2 separate regions of the Mus musculus genome follow, and region 1 is linked to region 2. Evidence: chromatin contacts called from public HiChIP or PLAC-seq data. All regions are on one chromosome and are shown on one strand. The core of a region is the stretch at or near the end of the contact, and the rest is flanking DNA. Distances in the headings are between cores, read along the strand shown.

Region 1 (6,876 bases), core at 1,086-3,585, 500 kb after region 2:
TGTGGTCTTCAAACACACATACACACACACTCACACGGATACACACTCACACACACACACTCACACATGCATACAAATCAGACCAATCAAAGATCTGAGAATTAGAAGAAAATCACACCTTGAGGAAGGGCAGTCTTGATTGTTTCCTGACTTTCACCTCCTTCCCCCCTCTCTCCCTCTCTTCCTCCCTCCCTTTCTCTCCTCTCCCTCTCTTCTCAAGAAGTGTCCATTCTGTCATTTCAAACATTGTCCTGTCATATGGAATTATTAGTCTGAGTGAAGTCACATTTCATGTTAACAAATGAAGTGCCCTTTATTGGCAGACCTGAGTCTTCCCACTCAACATATTGGATATAAGAACATCAGTTTCATTGAAAATTAAATTATATATGCGTGTACAATATATGACTTGGTTTATAAACAATTCAATGACTGAGAACTATTGTTATTTTTATTAAAATATTATAACCTTTTGACCCAAATCTCATTCTTGTTCTAGAAACAGTCTGTGCATATTTTTATGCTAGAAGACTTCCATTCTCTTATCCTAAAGGATCTGACCGAGCACTCAGTGGGTAGGAAGAAGTGTAAGCCATTGCTTTTGTAGGTAAACCAGGACTCACAGTCACTCTCTGCACAACCCTAGTGACTCACAAGCATGCACAGAAAGCAGGGACTGTGGGGTGCTGCTGAGCAGTAGGAGGTGGGGTGGATTAGGCCTGGCCTTCTTCCTCTCCTTCACCGTACCTGTCTGCAGGGTGACCACATAAAACAGTGTAGTTCTGAAAACGAGACACCTTAGTCCCCTCCAGTGCTGCACTGGTAGTGAGCTCTGTCTGCGGACAGTTCTGCATGTTCTGTACTGCTTAGGCTTTGTCTGTACAGCTCCATAGTGTGTTCTGTGGACAGACAGAAACTCTGACAAGCAGTCCCAAGAACCAGTCGCACAGGAGACAGATCCCCCAGTTCACTCCAGTTCTCGACACTGGAAGGCAGGAATCGGGGTTTTCACTGCCGGCTTCCCTTGCACACTCTTGTTGGATGTGCTTTCTCTGTGCTTGCCTGTTCTTTGGGTAAGTTGATGTCTAAATGGGTGAAGTATTATTTTGTAAGATTTAAGCATGGCGTTTACATGCATTTAATCATGAGACTTCATGTCACTCAGAGACACTAGTTTTGCACACAAGCTTCCTATACTTTTAAAAATTATAATTGGTGATGCACATGCTAGATTTATATCTTTTTATGTTTACTAATATTGTATATATGCATGTGCATGAGATTTTTTTCATGTTAATAATTTCTTTAATCTTAAAATTAAACATTTAGCAATTCTCATTCTCAAAAGAGTCTTGCTATCTTAAATTATTCTTTGAAATAGCAGATAGGTACTTTACATTAAACACTACACTGCAAACCACTTAATATTTCTCTTGTTACAAAGGAGATTTCATAGAAGATAAATTATTGTAGATCATTAAATACTACCACCTTCAGACAAATGGAGCAGTAATTAATTATTGCTATTTCTATTCTGTTTCACCCCAAAGAACATTTGAATCATCCTCTCCAGAGCATAGTGGGATTTTTATAGCCAGTGAAGTACAATTCTGTATAGCACTGTCTCCAGTCTTAGGGAGGCTGAGCCCTCTAGCACAGCAGCCTTCTTCTGTGTTTTCTCACTGTGGCACATTGTTAGCATCTACACAGAAGCTCAACTGTTTTTGCTTGAGGGCATTTTGAGACTCAGATTTAATGCTGAAGAAATCATTGCATGATATGGGACTGGAGAATTCCTTCTAGACTTTTCTTCTGGATTAAAACCGACTATCTTCATGTGTCAGGAGTGAGTGAAGGTCTGTGGAGTGGTTACCATCTTTCTTCACAGACCCCTCTGCTTCCTCCATTCTGTGTAGTGTTCTCCTGTGGAGCCGTCCTTCCTCATCTTCTTTCCTACTGCAGCAGTCCAAGGCCTCAAGTTAGGGAAAGATGTCACCAGCATCGCAACTCCACCCTGCACTCCAAGAACTTGTTTTGAATGAGTATCAGGAACAAAAGCTTGGTAGAAATGAGCCTCGAGCTAGAAGATTTTCACTCTCTAAGGCTTGTTATTTCATGGAGAAGATTGGGTCAGACACCCATCAAGGCACGAACTTTAGCCAAAAGTCAAATTAGACATTCATGAGAAATTAGGAAGGAAGGTAGAGCCAATCACCTCTTCTCCATGAGCGGGTTCTTAGAGCAGCTGAGGCTCCCTCCTCTGTGCTGGGTCAGCTCTGTGGGAAGGAAGGGAAGGGCAGAGGCAGGCGGGGCAGGAGAGGAGTGTGTTCGCAAGCCTCACAGGTCCTGCCTGGGTGTCTGGGGGAGGAGCCACTTCAAGAGTCCAGTTCCCTGTGCCTGGGAATGGGCTCTGCACTTCCTGCTTGTAACGTTCTATTTCCTAATGATCTCCTCTCGTATTACCAGTTGAAGAGTGGCTTAATTTGCTCAGGCTTAATCCAATACCCACATTCCCTCATTAGCTAACGTTGGGCTTTTAAAGCTTTCACTACTGACTTCTTACCACCTGAGAAAGTTTACAGCACTGTGACTAAAAAGGAAGGTAAAATAGATGCAGAAATTAACCTTAATGAAAAGAAACTATAGTTCTTTCTTAAATGATTCTTGAATAAATGTAATTTTACCATTTATTAAAGACTAAGGAAAATGTATATGTAAATGAAATGGGTGTGCTGTCTGTGCTGCTTAAAACACAACACACAGGATAAGCATGTTATAAATGGTGGTCAGAAAGCATGAAAGGCCTTTGTTTTCTATGGCTAAGCCATTGTTTTCTGTGAGAAGTGTTTCTGCATGGTGAGAACACTTACTATAACTACCTTGCATCTGAGGCATGTGCACTGCTCTGTGTGTGTGTGTGTGTGTGTGTGTGTGTGTGTGTGTGTATGTGTGTGTGTGTGTTGTGTGTTTAGAACTTTGGCTGCAGTGAAGTCATATGACACAACATGAGCAAGCACTTCCAGAAACAACTCACCCTCATGCATTTGACATGAAGCTAATTTGTCATCATAGTGCATCCACAGACTTTGATTATGGTCAAAATTTTCATGAACCCTACATTCAATTACACAACACCATATGGACTTTAGCCAGCATCAAGTTAAAAATATTGCTTAATGAGCTTTGGTTTAGTCCAATTTAGCTATTCCCGAGTGTCCACAGGAATACATCACCATTGAAAAGAGTGAGTACTGGCTCTAGCTGGTTCAGAAAACGTAGTCATCTGCTTCCTAGAAGACTTTTCCTCTCCCTGATGTGCAGTACTCTCAATAAGAATAGATTGTTCTGCCACACCCACTTCTTATCTGCCTTCCATCCCCGGATCTCGGGAGTCCAGGACGCAGACTTTAATCTAGACTGTTAACTGATCAGGTAATCTAGGCTGACTGCACAGCCTGAGTAAGCGCCACTCCTCTCCCTCCCCATCCATCCCCGGTCTCAGGAGGCAGGGTCTTCCGGAAGTGATTAGGTTTTTAGAAGTCATGGGTAGAATTAGCACTCTTATGACATGGACCACAGAGAGCTGCCTTGCCTGTTTTGCCATGTGACAGCATAGCGGGAAGGCAGCATCCACAACAGGAGGCAGGTTGTCACCATAGAGTGCATCCAGTGGCCTGTTCTGCACTGGCAGCCTTTAGAACTTACTACATTTGTGTTATTAGTAAACTATCCATTTGTTGGCATTTGTTATATAGGTCAACACATGAACTTCCCGTTAGGATCTTTAAAGTGCCTGTCATAGGCTCAGTGCATGGTAGGCCTTTAGTGAATGCCTTCTTTTTATTTACTTAGTATTTTAGGGTCAAAAGACTACTTTTTAAAGTTGATTCTTTTCTTCCAACTTTACATAGACCCTGGGGATTGAACACAGGCTGCCAGGCCTGTGCAGCAGCCACCGAGCCATCTCGCCGAGTGACTGCTCTTTAAATAATTTGGTGCCACATTAATTCTTTTCTTGAGTAGTAGAGCACGTTAGCTAAATGCCTGGCTCCAGGATGTCTGGATTCAAGTCCTGGCTCTCTTGCAGTAAAGTGTGACTGTGGGCATCTGCTCTGAGAAGGTGGCAATGATGGTTATCTAGAAGAGCTTTTGGGAATTAAATGCACCTGCACATTTGGAGCACTCAGAGGGAGCCTGGCACCGTGAGCACGGTAACAAGAGCTGCCAGGCACCGGAAAATGAGAAGCCCCAGTCCCTGCTGCCCTTCACAGCGCTGAAGCTGGCAGTGAGTGAGTGAGCGAATGAGTGAGTGAGCGAGCACTGGGTCTGGGAGCTCTAACTGGCTGCACATCCATGTGTCACTTGGACATAATGGTGCTCACGCGTGTCTTACACACAGTGATAATGAGTTGAGTTTTAAAAAGCCATGGACTGTGATGAACATCCTGGTTTGTTTTCTTCTGGATATCGTGAGTTTGTGACATTTCTTTCCATAGTAGTTTAAGATCTGTGCAGTCTGTCCCTTGTCGGCTCCTGGACCCAGAAGAGGAGACTGTAAAGTGAAGGTTTCCCCGTGGTTGGAGCATGTTCTCCACAGGGCCTGCTGTCATCTTGGGCTCCCACAGATGGGTAAAGGAGCAGAGTTCTTGTGGCCCAGTGTGCCTGAGACTGCACCCTAGCCCCTCTCATGTTCTCAGTTCCTAGTTCCATCTGTACTGGTTACCACCTGTGGAACAGCATTTAAGTCCCTGAAACTTTTAAGTCATGTCTGTGCCATGCTGACAAAGCCATGAGCCACCACGTCATTCCAAACCCACAGTTAGAGTACACTGTGAACCTAGCCTGCTGACTGTTAATCCTGTCTCCCAGGTCACTGCCTCCCATCACTGACCCAGCTCAGAAACACTGCAGTGATAGGGCATGGAGCTGTGATCTGGCCTGTTAATTAGAATCATACTCAGGGAGTGACATTTTCTAGCAGTGTGGGAGGAATTGGTACTTACTAGCTGTGGAAACATTTTTTAAAACAACAAAGGCATGTGTTTCTCTTTAGCTGTGCTCATTCTTGCTGGCTATGACGTGTGATAGCATTTTCCAACATCTCAGTTTTTAAAGTGTTTTCTGATATACACTTGTTACTACAGTAAGTTTCATATGTTATAAGTCATTAATGTAGCAGTATTGAATAGGCTCACAGTAAGACTCAGAAATTCTTAGCAAAGTATAATTACCAGTTTTTATCCCTTGTTTGGTAGGTCAGTGAGTAGTTCTTAGAAGAAGAAAACGGTTTTATTTCTGTACCCATCATTTCTCATCTGAGTGAATGGCATGCTTCTGCGCTCAGGATGGTAGCTGAATGCGTGGTGTGGCCCTGTGGCTATGTGCAGTGTGCTCCTGTGCACAGCAGCAGTGGCTTCCTGGGAGGACTGAGCATCCACAGCAGCCTATAAGCAGAAACCCCGTCTCCAGACGTCTCAGCGATCAATCAGTAATCAGCTCTGAGAAATGCAAATTACAACTAATAAGGACGGTTACTTGTGATGGTTGTGTGATAAGCCCTGCTATAAGCATTCATATTGTTATTTGGTGTTGACAAATTTAAGAATTATTCCTGTTCTAGAGCCAAGGAAACTAATCGAAAGCTACCTGGCCCATGAGTAGCAGGGCCAGGCGATGTCAGATATGTCCTAGGTGCGACTTTTACCCTTGCAGACATCACTAATCGATGGTATTGCATGCTCATGCTGATCCTGATCAATGGACCTTTCTCACATCCATTTTGACATTTGTAGCTCAACAGTCAGGCTTACTAGGTCATATAAAACATGTGGCATGCTTGGCTGTAGAGGTGTCTATATTTAACTTTCTCTTGAATTATCCTGAGGTGCTAAATTGAGCCAGTATATTTGGAAAATAACAAATGAGACAAATCATTGCTTCAATCTAGAGGGAGAATGAACACACAGAATTTTCTATTGTAAATCTTGACTGATGTGGATAGTTGGGATTAATACAAGTTATTTCCATTTTAATAGCCTTTAAAAATCACTTCTATGTGGAAAATATTTTCATTAGTTATAAATATATATAATCAAATTATTTTAAATCATAATATATATATTTGAATATATATATATTTGAAAATTATTTTCAAATGGCTATTTGAACTAAATTTTGCATAAGCAGCAGTGATTGGTTATAAGGCTGCAAGACAAAAATAAAAGTAAAATATAAAATCTTGTTAGGATTAACATTATAATTCTTTGGCAGCTCTACTCAGATTATAGGCAGAATTTTAAAATTCTAAGTTAAAAAAAAATCCATGTGTAGTCAAAAAGATGCTGCAGTCACTCCCCTGACCTCTTATAAGGAACTGCATGCCCATATGACCATGAGAGAGCTCTTAGCAGGACTCAAGACCAGAGCTGGGGCAGAGGCTGGAACACCCACAGTGCAGGAACACCATAGTGCAGGAACACCCACAGTGCAGGAACACCACAGTACAGAAACACCCACAGTGCAGGAACACCCACAGTACAGGAACACCACAGTACAGAAACACCCACAGTGCAGGAACACCCACAGTACAGGAACACTCATAGTGCAGGAACACCACAGTGCAGGAACACCACAGTGCAGGAACACCCACAGTGCAGAAACACCACAGTACAGGATCACCCACAGTGCAGGAACACCACAGTACAGGAACACCCACAGTACAGGAACACCCACAGTACAGGAACACCACAGTACAGGAACACCACAACACAGGAACACCCACAGTGCAGGAACACCCACAGTACAGGAACACCACAGTACAGGAACACCCACAGTGCAGGAACACCACAGTACAGGAACACCCACAGTACAGGAACA
Region 2 (6,656 bases), core at 2,202-4,701:
AGGAGACGACTTGCCTGAATGTGGGCAGCAGTGACCCACGGGCAGATCCCCAGGCTAAGACAATACCAGGAAGAAAGCCAGAGGAGCCCCAGCATCCACGTCTCTCTGCTTTCTGATCCACCCGGATGTGAACAAGCAGCCCCACCCTCCCACCGCCGTGCCTCCTTCACTGGGGACTGTGTCCCCTCACAATTTGAGACCAAAGAAGCTTATCCTCCTATAATTGCCTCTTGTGAGGTATTTGGTCACATTGATTATAAAAAGCTGCAAGTTATTAGATCTCATCAGCTAACTGATGATATCTACCCATTGTATTCCCCAGAGACCTCCAGGAAAAAGGGGGGCTTCTGGCCATTCATTCAACACGGCCACTGTGCATGCTCTTATCTTGGGTTGAACTGAGGGACAACGAACAAGCAGGCCACGCTGTACTAGAAAATCAGACGATCACATTTACACAATGGTTCCAGTCTTCCCGGTTCCAAGCCTCAGAATGCTAAGGCCACGAAGCACAGGTACTTTGTACTGAGATGGAGACAGAGTGAGTTTGTCTTCCATATTCCTTGTGTGTGTGTCATCTCTGTACCCGAGTGTAAGGGTCTTCGTGTCTGTGTACTCACGTGCACACATGCAGAGGCCAGAGTCAGGTGTCTTCCTCCACTGTTGTCTACTCCATCGCTTTGGAACATGGTCTCTCACTGAACCCAAACCTCCCTCCCCGTTTTGGCTAGGCTGGCTAGGCAGCACGCTCCAGGATCCACTTGTCTCTGCCCCGAAATTCTGGAGTTACAGATACACGCAGCTATATATATCTGTCTTGTTATGTGGGCGCTGGGGACTCAACCTCACTCTTCCCCTCTGAGCCATCTCTCTAGTCTCCACTGAGTCTCTCCCTAGCCTCTGATTTAATTTGATTTTTTACAAACAAGTGTTATGTTTTAGCTCAGTTCTACATTTACATGAAAGCTGTGGAAACTGGCTCAAGGATGTAGCTTGGTGGTAGACTGCTTGATTCTTGTGCATGGGTCCCTGGGTTCAATTCTCACACACTGCAGAGAAAACAGCTAGATAAATGACTCCATTCAGTAATCTTTGAACGTGTTCGGCATTGAGCACATGACTTCGCCTGCTTAGCTTCCAATGTCCTTATCTTCAAGATGAGATCTACAGAGCCGTTTTATGAGTTTGTCAGAGTAACTTTCTTAAACCTTCATTCTTGTTGCGCAACAAATGTCAGCCTTGCCCTCAGCTGTGTGACTGGGTTTCTTTAAAGACTGCTTGTCATTCCTGGATGGACAGGCCAGTCCTTTATGACTTCGCAGCCTCTGTGTCATCTGTCCCAGCCTCTTGGGTAGTGGCCACACCCCACCAGGACTCAGATTACTTAAGAGTTGTGTTCCAATTAGAAAAGGAAAGTTCTTATTCTAGGAATTACTGACTATGTCACCGTGAAATTGGAGCCATTTCAAAGAGCTGACACACTTAGAAGGCTGGAAGGAACTAGAACCACGTGCTTCATATTCTCCGGCATGGTTGCTCCCCAGCCGGCTGAATTCACCTAGAAATGAGTAAGATCAACTGACTCGCTCGTGTGAGAAGAGTCAGCCATCAGACCAGAGTAAAAGAAGATTTTCAAGACCCTGTCTCCTGTGATGCTTCATGCTGGGCTGAAAAATGAGCACAGACACATATAGTTTTTTGTTTTTTTGTTTTTTTCTAAAACCAAACCCCACACCTCTTTGACTTTTATTTGTAAAGAATCTTCCTAGTTTTGAAAATTACTTAGAGTCATTATTATGGGGAACTGTCCATTATTATTTTTTAAGATAATCATTTTTGGATCTTAGCAGTATACCAAGAACCATGCCAAAGGGTGGTATTTTCGAATCAGCCTCATCATGTCCTCTATGCAGATGGCCCTGTTTATGGGCCTGTTTCCAGAACCGGTGTCTTTAGGCCCAACAATGACTGTTAATGAGGCTTTAGCAAATTCTCTGGGGCTGACCACAGGTAGGAATACCTTTGCTGGGTATTGGTCTGATGGTCTGATCATGTAGACAATGAGGAATAAGGCAGCCATGGATCTCCACAGAGCAGAGCAGAGGTAAGACAAACTGGGAGTTGTTGTAATAAAATTTGATGAGACTTATAAAGTCTGGAGTCTCACAGCAGTCAAGTCAAAGCGTAGTTTGATGGTGACAGTGTGAGGAGCTGACGCTCACTATGAGAAATGTGGGTTGTTGACAACATATGCCATTGAATCCACAAACTTACAGTCCTTTAAGGCCTCCTTTCTGCCCCCACACTTTACCCTCCCCCTCCTTTCTCCTCAACTCTTTTCTTTTTATACCCTTTCCCCTTGGCCCCTTTTCTTTTATACCTAAGTTAAGAACATAGTTTCTTTTTCATTAGTATTCAAATTGCTATCTCTTTGTTTTTAACTGGAATTGGGGAGCTTCCTCAGGTCAGAAGGCACTTTCACTAGAAACAACCAGAAACAAACTAACCAGAAACTGAGTTCAAACACTTAGTGAGCCTCTTTACGATGATCAGTTCTTATTAAACAATACAGACTTAGGCAAAATGAGTCAGACATAAGGATATCGCATTCCCCGAGACCATTTGAACTCTAAGAAGTATTTTCTATTATTAAAGTAGTTCACCAGGCAGTGGTGGCACACGCCTTTAATCCCAGCACTCGGGAGGCAGAGGCAGGTGGATTTCTCAGTTTGAGGCCAGCCTGGTCTACAGAGTGAGTTCCAGGACAGCGAGGGCTACACAGAGAAACCCTGTCTGGACAAACCAAAAAAAAAAAAAAAAGTAGTTCACTTGTTTTTGCCCAGTCCAAAATATTGGAAAAACAATGTAAAATACATTCTGAAACTCATATCCCAAGAGGTCTGTCAGTCCTCCAATTTCTTAGAACAGGTGTCTTATTTCCATACCTAAATTTATGCAGTTTGGGGCTTCACCTGGATGGGGGGGGGGGGGAAGAGCAGACTTTCTTGCAAAATCAAGCAAGCAAACAAAGGAATTCCCCCACCTCCACTCCCCTTGCCCTGCACTTTAAAGCTAGATAGAGAAGTCACCTAACTGAAACTTCAAAACAATGTGGCCTTGGATTTGAGTTTCAGTCTGGCGGTTTGAGGTTTGTAGGACCCCCAAGGCCACACACAGCATGTGGAGTGCCTTGTCTGTCCCAGATGACTTCTGCTATTATCGTGTTAATTTGATCCTTTGAAGGTGCAAAGAATTAGAAATAACCACCTGATCATCTGTTCCAGGTTTGCTTAAAAGCGAATGGTGAGAAAAAGTAGGTAAAAGTTGAAGGGCCCGTTGACTGGCTAATGGAGAACTCACTAGCCTGTCTTGGCCATCGGGCGGGCGAGCTGTGAGGAACAGCTCCAGCGAGGGCGCCTCCGTTCCCCTCCCTTGACCAGCACTCAGCTCCCCTCCCGTGACGTCACGGGAGACCTTGGCTCCTTGCCACGCCCATGACTCAGCTCTAGCGTCTGCTTTTCTCCACCTGCTTATTTTCTAATTACTACCACTGACTTCGCTCACTTTCTCTCAGTCTTGCGGCTTTGCTTACTCATGGCTTCTGTTTCCTGTCTTCCTTCCCTCCACTTCTGCATTTACCCAGCGTTGACCCTCCCAGGATGTTTCCTACGCAAATTCTGCAAGACAAAAGAAAGTTGAGTGCTACATTCCAGGCCAGGAGACTTCAGGTCCCATGCCCTCCCTGACTAATTAGCAAGTCTCAACAACAGCAAGGACGTAGCAACACACCTCTAGGGAGCATCTCACCAAGCCACTGTGATGCTTTGCACGGGAGAGCCACAAACTGTTGTAACCAAAGACACTTAGCCTGAAAGACTGCACGGTGTTTATCATTCAATTTTGAAACTAAACAAAGCCTGGTGTTAAGGTATGTTAGTGGTCCTCATCACTGCAGAACCTACCGAATATGGAAAAGTCTAAAGCTTGGCTGGTAAACCCTGCCAAAAGTGAGCCGCTTTGGCCGAATTGTCTTTGCTTAGGAGAGTGAGTGGTATTGGTATATGCATTGAAGGAAGATTGCTGACTTTAGAAAAAGTAGAGTAGGAAGCGAACAAGAAATGCGTCCTTAGTTTCCCACCTCGGGATGCTACAAGGAAGTGGGAAGGCAGAAACAGGACTAGGATCAAAACCACAAAACCGGCTACTCACCCAGAGCCCAGGCTTTCTGGGCTGGACTTCGTATGTGCACAGGCATATCTTTTTCTTTGCTGGAGGAAGATTCCATAGTGTAACAAAGACTTTGAAACTCTCATTAGAGAATCTCCAACCCCAGCTCCAGGCGCTTATTCTGCCAATACGATTTCGCCATTTCCTCCCTTAAACAATGTGAGTGACAGAAGCTCTGTCCTAGGTTTGACGTGGGGTATAAAGAAAGGCCTCGGGCCGCATATCAGGAGGAAGGCTTGCGTTAACTCTTGTCAAATGTTAAGCATGCCCAGTCATGCATTAATCAATCCTTCAAGACTGACTGAGAGGGGCAACTTCCATCACACCCATAAATAAAGCCGCAGACTGTGGGGTGTGCACAGTGCTTGGCAGGGAAACATTTATAAGTGATTTGTCATAAGGATATTCATATCTATTACAGACATTGATTTTGTTGTAAGAATCTAATGTTTTGAGCCTTTTTTTTTTTTTTTTTTTTTTTTGGCTGTACAATCAAGGGATTAGGAAGAAGATAAGGAGGAGACATTACCTCACAGGCTATCCACACATATTATCTCTATATAATTTAGTTGTGATTATAATTATAATTCCCTAAAAAGCACTCATGGCTTTTCAAATATGAGGTATTACCATTTTGTAATTATTAATCACTCCAACCTTCTCTGTATTCTTTCTTAAGAGCGTCTGAAAACACTAATTTTATCTGATTGATAAGGTTTTCCTTTCAGATTCTTTCCAACAATGAAATCATGTAAAGCCCAGCTCAGTAGACATCAAACCGCAGACGTGACTACACATCTCTTTCTGTTCCCCGTGTGTTGGTGATTCTCACTGATGTCGCACTAACAAGGGCCAAGTAGGGCCGAAGGAGTTTATTTTGCCTTCTCTTTCTGGAGGGAGACAGCCTATCACAGAGAGGGGGGCATAGCAGCAGACATCCATGAGCGAAGCCTTAATGGCAGAAGCAGGAGGCCACTTGGCTATGCTCCATCTACACTCAGAAAGTAGAATTTGAATGAGAAGAGAGACCCAGTTACAAAGTTCAGGCCTGTCCCCAGGGATCTCTCCCTTCACCTTCTAAAAGTTCCACAACCTTCTCAAACTTGGAAGGTTCCCTGTTGGGAGCAAATAAGCAAATCTATGAGCCCACGGGTGATGTAATTCCTTATTCAAACTACAGCAACCAATCTTTGAGGAGTCAAGATTCGACGACTTGCTGAAATTCTGTATCATTTTAAGTATTATACTTATTTAAGTTACTTTTTTAGTAGACGAGGAAATCAGACACAGGGAAGGTATACAGAATCACACCAGAGATAAAGCTGGGGTCATGAAAACATAGATCTGTGGACTCCATCAGTCTGCCTGCCATCAGGACCAGCAGGCTAACCATGCATACCAGTGACCAGCCACATGGACCAGGGAACTGTACCAGACAATTCCACCAGTGACCAGTCAACTGCATCAGTGGAGTAGCCTGCATCAGTGACCAGCCACTTACACTAGTGGGCCAGACACTGGCACAGGTTGGTGACTCATTGAATGGGAAGTGTAGCTGGACTCAGAAGAAAAGCACAAGAGCTGTAGCAGTGGATCAACAGTTAAAGACCTTGCTGCTCTTCCAGAGGACATGGATTTGGTTCAAGGCACCAACATGGCAGCTCACAACCATCTGGACTGGAAATGGCCAGACAGTTGGCTACGGATCAACTCTCTCATGGGTGTGGGAACACCCAAAGGGTTCGTGTGAGTTGGAAGACCTGGTTCTAAGGTGGATCGTTCACATGGTGACATTGGCACCAGCTGCAGGCACATGGCCTTCGTCACCTCCCATAGGAGCTTCTTCATGGGACTACTTGAGTGTCTTTACAAGATGTCAGGCAGCTACTTCTTTAGAGCAACCAAGAGACAGTGACAGTAGTCACACACCATCAGGTCTATATATGTGTGTGTCAATCATATACTTCCAAACCTTTATTTCTGGGGAGTTACGGCACCTGCATTGCTGATCTGGGCCATTTGCCGCCCGAACAAATATCAGATGAAAATGATACAAAGCTTGTAACTTTTAAACTTTGCAAACAGATATAAGAGGCATCTTTGAAGGAGAGCTTCCCTGCCATCTTAATTCCAACTGGAGAACGTTGGAGGGGAAAACTTGGTCAGACATGTACCGTGTGATCATTCCACTGACCCCTGATTTGGTTGTTCTAACCAGAACCACTTGCTCAGAGCTCAAAGCAAAGAGAGTGTGTGGACATGAGCTCAATGCCCTGCACTCATGTAATAGCAGGGTGGTGCTGCAGGCAGGGTGTGCTGGGCAACAGACAGGAGGATCCTGGGCCTTGTTGGCCAGCCAACACTGCTGAATCGATGAGCTCAGCAGTCAGTGAGAGGCTCCTTTAGAAACTGAAGAACAATAGAAAAAG

The links. HiChIP or PLAC-seq counts read pairs in DNA pulled down with a chosen protein or histone mark.
Region 1: a contact with region 2 is called in an H3K4me3 HiChIP or PLAC-seq map of bone marrow-derived macrophages, with 7 times the contacts expected there. The contact joins two enhancer-like sites.

Annotation. Positions count from the first base shown.
Region 1 is chr6:145,777,231-145,784,106 of GRCm38.p6, forward strand. All of the region lies in intron 1 of Rassf8 (Ras association (RalGDS/AF-6) domain family (N-terminal) member 8), which reads left to right. Among named protein-coding and RNA genes, the nearest start is that of Gm15704, 32 kb to the left of the region's middle. Within about 2 kb of position 2,336, at least 47 of the 459 cell types and tissues checked have an H3K27ac peak or open chromatin away from gene starts, as enhancers often do. A contact at or near this core is called in bone marrow-derived macrophages, where this site is marked.
Region 2 is chr6:145,272,915-145,279,570 of GRCm38.p6, forward strand. No RefSeq gene overlaps it. Among named protein-coding and RNA genes, the nearest start is that of Gm15706, 26 kb to the left of the region's middle. Within about 2 kb of position 3,452, at least 235 of the 459 cell types and tissues checked have an H3K27ac peak or open chromatin away from gene starts, as enhancers often do. A contact at or near this core is called in bone marrow-derived macrophages, where this site is marked.